Regions from separate parts of the Macaca mulatta genome. Here region 2 is linked to region 1. Evidence: chromatin contacts called from public Hi-C data. All regions are on one chromosome and are shown on one strand. The core of a region is the stretch at or near the end of the contact, and the rest is flanking DNA. Distances in the headings are between cores, read along the strand shown.

Region 1 (3,476 bases), core at 571-3,070:
TAAGTAGAGATAGGGTTAGAGTAACCGCAGACTTGACTGAAATCCTCTCTAGAACACAGTCAATAGAAAACCTCCTCTTAACCCTGAGTGTCATTGCTTTGCCTGGCAGCTATATCTGACCTGGTTGGAGGGGAGAGGAGGGTCAAGAAAGTTTATTTCCCTCTCCACACGCACTCTCCACCCCCGACTTTACATGTAGTAGCCAACTTGACCTTATCTGATCTTTCTGGAATCTTGTGTGTAAGTGAGCCACAGTGCATCTCTCGCTATCTTCTAGCCATGTTTGTTAAAAGTGCATCACTGGGTGGTTGAAAGCCGCCCAGAACCAGGTCTGTAAGTGGCTACAGTCACTGGGGAAATGACTCCTCCTGGATTGGAGTCCATTAGCCGGATTCCAGTTTTGAAAGACGTACAAAATCTCCGTGCTTCTTTCTTTTTCTTTCTATCCAAAAAGTTCACCTCCTCCAGCCAGGTGTTGCCCAGATGTGTAAATACCACCAGAAAGCTCCTGTTGTCCTTCTACGAGGATCTCACTGCCATCGGGCAGCAAGGAGGTGGCAGATGTCTGTATTTTTGAACAAACACTCTTAAAGTTGTTCTGAATATCAGCAGAATGGCACACACCCCTCTTCAAAGTATTTATTTTCTCAATGGCAATTAGCGCCACAAACGAGAGGATGAGTGCCCAGTCACTGGTGTTCTCACTGATTTTTATGACAGATGAAACAACTCCCCCCAAACGCACCTCCGGGAGCCGAATCTGGTCACAGGCAGTACCCAAACCAAGCCGGGAATCGAGTCTGTAGGATGTGATTGGTGAGCACAACAATTGTTTTGGGACAATTTGAGTTTTTCTCTATGCTATCTGTTGTGTTTTCTCAGATGAGAGAAAGAGAAGGCGTTTCAAATTAGAGGGTCTCTAAGAGATAATTACTCAGGGAGAGTCCTGGTGAGCGTTTGTTTAACCAGCTCCTATTAGGGAATTGTGAGCTCCTATTAGGGAACTGTGAGCATCGTTAAGTTCATTCATGCAGACTGTATCCTTTCTGTAAGGAATAGTCATGTTGGACTTTTGTTTCCTGAAACAAAACCCGGCAAAGAGTTGGCTAATGTTTAAGATAACGGACTGTTGTGATATGTATCTCTATATATCAATCATTCTATTTTGCCCTGAAATGTAACGTGTTCCCCTAGTGTCCCCCTCGCTTCTCCCCACAGGAAAACTCCCTGATCGAGCTTTCCACAGTGAAAAAAATCAGCCCCCAAACCCAAACCGTTTAGAAAAAGGCGCACTTCTTTGGGATTAATTTAAAGACAGTCATTGTATTTATTTCCTCTGGCAATGAATTCCGTGTCTTCATGGTTTCACAGAAAGAGAAAATAAAGCACAAAACCGGCCTAGCGCATGCCGTCGGAACCCGACTGCCAGCGGGTTGGGTCTTTGGGCCAACCCTGCCTCCTCCGCGGGTAGAACTAACCAGCCGGTCCGACCTCCGCTGCCTCCGGACGTCCCCGGCTCTTCTGGGCCGCCGCGCTGGACTGAGCGCTTAACCACCCGACCCCAGGCAGCCCGAGGAACGCGGGTCGCACACGATGTCGGGAAGGCCCAGGAGGCCGCGAGCAGCGGCGGCAACCGGACAGCGCCGACCCCGCACCCGGGGCTCATTAGGAGCCCAGCGGCGGAGCGGATAGTAAGATCCAGACCCCGGAGCCTGGACGCGCGGAGGGCGGCGCGGGGCCGACTCGTGTCACTCATCCCTGTTGGCCAATGAGCGCCTCGCCCCTGGCCAGGCCAGGCCAATGGGAGGCTAGAAGGCTTTTGAGTGGCATTGAGGGAGGGCGGGAGAGAGGCGGCCCGGGAGTGAAGTTGAAGCTAAACCCTTAAGCTATAAAGAAGTTACGGGGGACAGTTTTCGGCTTCCAATTAGGAATAATAGTGAACTGGCTTCGTAGCAACTACGGAGGACCAGGATTCTAAAATCACCTCACTCTTCCCAAAGCTTGCATCCTCCTTTTTCTGCCACGCACCGCTCCTCCAATTCATGATCCAGAAAAGGGAGCCGGGAATGCTCTGCTCCTCTCTGCCGGTGGGAAGCGGAGAGGCCGGCAGAGCCGCTGGGTTGGACGGTAGGCATGAGTACAATTAAGAGATGGGCGCCCCCGAACCCTCTGCCGCCTGTGGGGACTGAAGGTAGGTGAAGCAGAAGACATCCCGCGCCCTACCAGCAACCCTGGAGCTCCGCGGCGGTGTGGGAGAGGCCGCGGCGCTTCCCACCCCCGGGGCGCCTGCGAGGGGCTGTCGCGACCGCGCCACCTGTTAACCTGGCGCTGCCGGACCCCGCTTGTTGCCGCCCCTGCTGGGCAGCCAGAGCGCTGGGTCGCCTTGGGAGTCCCGAGGGACTTGGTGTGTAAGTGTCACTTTTTGAGGAATCCCTCAGACTTAAGGCCCAAGTTAAAGAGGTAGCCAAGGTCCACATCTGCCAAGGTCGGGAGCTGAAAGGCCCCCGCCGCGCCGTGGAGGAATTCTGAATTGTAGAAACCTGCTTTCATGGGACATGCACCCAACCTGGGCGCGGGCTCGGGGACCTGCAGCGGAAAGTCTCTTGCGGGTCTTCAAAAATATGCATTTTGTTGTTTGGGCAACTTCCCAGGGGTCTGGAGGATGTGGCTGGCATGGGTCAGGGAATGCCAGCATTATTTGCAGGGGGCCGTCTCGCTGCCGATTTATCCGGTTCTTTAAAAACAAACCCAAAACGCCTGGCTAGGCACGCTGAGTCCCTTTCCGGCCGTGTTTTTGGAATTGGGACAAGTGTGTGAGTGGTTGTGGAGCCGCGGATCTCTTATGCTCTGATGTTGTTGTCTTCACAGGGCCTTGAAAGAGTTGTCTGGAGTTCCTGCTCTTCCCAAAGGGGCTCGGAGATACCTTAAATGCCGCGAGACTGAAGAACAAACGTCGGGGATTATTATGTCGATTTTCCGAGGACCAGCGTTCGCAGCTCGGAGTAAAAGAAAAGGCTGGCTCCTCAGGGGTCCCACCGGCATTTGATACCCCGAGGACCCCCAGGATTGCCCAAATTCCGTGGATCAGCAACTTTCCTATACTGCATCCCGCATTTTCAAAGAAAATATTTTCCGTTCACCCCCGCTGGTCTTTTACTGCCATTAATACACTGTTCTTGGTGCAAATACTTCAGCCTCTTTATTCAAAGTATGTTTTATGTTTTTGCCAAATATGATCTCTAATTGAAAGTTTATTTTTTGTTTTGGATGAATCTGCGGAGTTTACATTGTAAGAAGAAAGGGGGAACAAGACACAATGAAAGAAAAGTCCAAAAATGCTGCCCGGACTAGGAGGGAGAAGGAAAACAGTGAATTTTATGAACTGGCTAAATTACTGCCTTTGCCTTCGGCTATCACCTCGCAGCTGGACAAAGCATCCATAATCAGACTCACGACCAGCTATCTCAAAATGAGAG
Region 2 (3,476 bases), core at 477-2,976, 850 kb after region 1:
CAGTGGTCGTTCTCCCCGCACCTTGGCCAGGCCCACAACCCAGACAGAAAGTTTATCCTCCACCCCCACCCAACACAGGAAAGTGGTTGTTTTTGGTTTGGCCAGACCACTAGGGGCTACTGGAAGGAGGAGAATTCCTTAGGACCTTGCTTGGGGGAGGGAGAAAGAGGAAAGTCTACCTATGCTAACACTACCACCACTTTCCTGCGCCCCACCTTGGCAACACGGGGAGGGGGGAGGGATGTTGAGAACATCCTCCCTTAGTGCTTAAGCACATCTTGTACCAAGTTGTTCCCCACACACTACCCCAGCTCTCCCACTGGCAGTTCTGAGAGCAGCCCTAACACCAGGTTAGAGACGTTTCTAGGTCAGTCCCAGGACCCAGAGCGTCCCCCTACAAACAAACAAACAAAAAAATTATCTCATGCCTCCTCTATTCTGTGTGCATCGCACCTAGGTGCCTGTGAGCCTTGCAGCGAAAGTCTCAGAACAAAGCCCAAGCGGGGAAAAGCTTGCCCGCAGCTGGCAGGCCATTTAAAAGCAATTAAAAAGCGTTTAAAGAGGAATGCGCGGTGGGCACCAAACCCTGCTTTAGACTATAGTGGGGCGGGGGGGGGGGGGGCGTGATTGCAGGAGGAGCGAGGTACAAGTCCCGCTGGCTGGACACCGGAGCTTTTTCTTACTAGAAATCTCCAAGCAAAGCAAGCTATAAAGCCAAGGAAGCCAAAGCCCTTCCTTCTACCCCTGACTTCTGCCTTCATTTCCTGGTCGCTGTTTGCCGACCTTTGGCTCCTGGGACACCCCCAAAGCGGGCAAGTGCTTTAAGTCTCCCTGATCAGGGGTCGCAACGGTGTGTGGGGTGTGGGAGTCAAAGCTAGTGGTTTGGCCCTGGCGCCTGCCGGTTGGGACTCTGAACTCTCACAGCCCCGCTGTAGGCGCTCTGATCCTGTGCCCCGCGCTGATGGGCGCCCCTCGCCCTTGGAGCCCGCGTCAGAGCCAGCACCTTGCTCATCCTCTCTCCATATGCCCCAAACCCACAAGCCGACATCGGCAAGGGGAAAAATATATATATCTGAGGAGATTCTGGGAACTGAGAGCCTCCCAAAGATTTTTTTTGTTTAGGGAAAAAAAAGTAAATTATTTTAAGGCGAAATTAGGCCTCAAATTAACATATTGAAGGGCAGAAGGGAAGAAAGGTTCTCGATGCCCTACACCCCCAGAAAGAGGGTGCTTTTGCAGAGAGAGCTGAGGTCAGAGTGCGGGGGTGGGCTTCTGGGTTCTGAGGAGACCCGAGAGCGCGGGGGAAAACACAAGCCGCGAATGGTCCCGGCACCTACAGCCCTCAGTGCACCCCACCCAGGGCTGTCCCCCCTCGGCCACATCCTCTCCTCTCAACCCGACCCGTCCAGCTCTCACAGTTAAAGAGGCTACTTGCTCAGAATAACAGGAGTCCCCTTCCACCCGGCAGAATTAGCAGGTAACGACTCAATCACTCCCTTCCTCCACTTTCTCTCTCTAGCCCTTTCCCGGGTCAGGGCACTGAGAGGCGAACAGCAGTGGGCGGAGGTCTGAATGGTCAATACCTTTTTCTTGGGCCCGGGCTCCCTGCGGTCTGACAGGTACTTGCCCAGCTTGAAGGTACCAGGCACCGGTCCGAGGCGCAAGCCGGCCGGGATGCAGCAGTCGGCACTCACGCTGGTGGCTGGAGCTCTGGCGGCTCCGTGCATTGTTGCCGCCGCCCCCAGGCAGGCGCTCGGGTGCGCCAGGTCCTCGGAAGGGCGCGAGTGACAGAGCTGGAGCTACGCGCTAGCCAGGGAGCCGCGCCCCGACGTGCGTCCTCCGCCCGCGGAGTGACGCGGGCGGGCATGCACTGCGCCTTTTCAATTGGGGCGGGAGCCTTTTGGCACCGCCAGCGCAAGGGCGCGTAGTTTGGTGAGAGAGTCGCGCTGCGAAGCAGCTGCAGAGTCCTACCCGAGAGGGTCACATGGAGTGGTTCCCTCAGCCCCCTGCATAATCGAGGCCTCTGAATGGCTAGCACACAATGGTCCAGGCGACCTTCCCATTCCTAAAAATCCAATTTGTCAAGGGCGAAGAAAAGGCACTGGTGAATCAAAGGTCCGGCGGGACCATTAATCCTCAGCATGGGGTATTGTCCTCGAGACAGTTACGATATTTTAAGTGACAAATCCACTGTATAATTTCTCCATAAATTTTACTTCCTTTTATTGTTCCCCGACAAACCAGTTTTGGGAAATAAGTGACTACTTTAAGTCTACTTGGCTGATTCCTTTGAGCCTTGGTCTACTTCAAAGATTTGTAATTCTCTCCCCTTGGCTTTATTGTAAAGGAGATTAAACAAAGAGATGGAGACTGTTTGGAGGACTTGTTAACTTCTATTGATTTCTGGCGTGTGCCATACAGAAATTAGGCAGGTACTTGATGGGAAAACACCAGAAAATACCTACACTTTTTAAATAACGACCATTTTACCATTTCAGGGGATTGGGTTCAGGCCAGTCGTCTATTTAGAACTGCTTTAATTGTCACTTCTGTCCCATTTCGTCCCAAAATATGATGAAGCCTCCAGATCAAGTTGAGAAGGCGCGGTCAACTGTGCATCACTTTTCTCGGGCACACCCCGGGCCTGCACTTTCTCTGGAGAATGGGAAACGACCCCAGAACCAACAGTTTCGACCGGGGATCCTGCCCCCCGGTCCGCGGCCCAGGGTTGAAGAGGAAGAAGTTCTAACAGTGGGTTATTGATCACGTCCCCTGGAAGAGGTCCTTGGACTAACTCCCCTAAAACCAACAACCTGGACTTTTCTATTAAAAAATAATAATAAAATAAACAAAAACGAAATCACCGCAATCTGCTAAAGGTTGTAGAGAAGGGGGGCGAGGTGGGCGTTTGGGACAACTCTTTCTTACACCTACTTTGTGAACTAACAAGACGTTGTACTTCGAAGTTAAACCGGAGAGCTCCCCGTTTTCTTTTAGGGAAGCCTCCAATTAGCGTGCGGACATTTATTTTCATAAATGATAGCCGAGTTATCAAATTCATCAGATATTTGTGACTCCTGCCGGCACCTGCCGCGTGCTGCTAGCTCTGGGCACAGCTCCCCCAATCCTATGCAGCCAGCACCGAGCCCGATGCAGTTCTTCCAAGAGAGGCCTGAGTGGTGGTGTATTTCCAAGCCTAGCGCCAGAGGCCCAGCCACTGCACAAAAGGGCGGAGGGCCCTCAGCAGCGCCCACGCTGCTAGCTTCTCCAGGCTTTGTGGGCTGAAGGTGCTGGAGCGATTGTGGTTAGCAAGGGTGGCAGGACGCAAGGTGGCGACACCTGCAACTCAGCAGTTTATCTGAGGAGGTCTTCAGAGAAGCTCCGTGTAGTGCCCCTCAGTCGAAACCTATGTTCGCCACACTGGGCAGGTCCAGGACACTCAGGATCATTCATTCTGTGCTCTCCCACTCAAGACT

The links. A called contact is a pair of places that touch in the nucleus more often than the background predicts.
Region 2: a contact with region 1 is called in a Hi-C map of fetal cortex germinal zone, with 8 times the contacts expected there. The contact joins the promoter of PRDM13 here to the promoter of SIM1 in region 1. A contact is called at or near these places in 2 of 14 Hi-C or Micro-C datasets (fetal cortex germinal zone and fetal cortical plate) and 1 of 4 datasets of contacts at active chromatin or transcription factors (interneurons).

Annotation. Positions count from the first base shown.
Region 1 is chr4:85,409,686-85,413,161 of T2T-MMU8v2.0, forward strand. SIM1 (SIM bHLH transcription factor 1) reads left to right here and starts at 1,821. Exons shown (of 12, transcript XM_015136983.3): 1 at 1,821-2,191; 2 at 2,869-3,476. The coding sequence starts at 3,317.
Region 2 is chr4:86,256,270-86,259,745 of T2T-MMU8v2.0, forward strand. It overlaps PRDM13 (PR/SET domain 13), which reads right to left and starts at 1,727. Exons shown (of 4, transcript XM_078001070.1): 1 at 1,584-1,727. The coding sequence starts at 1,727.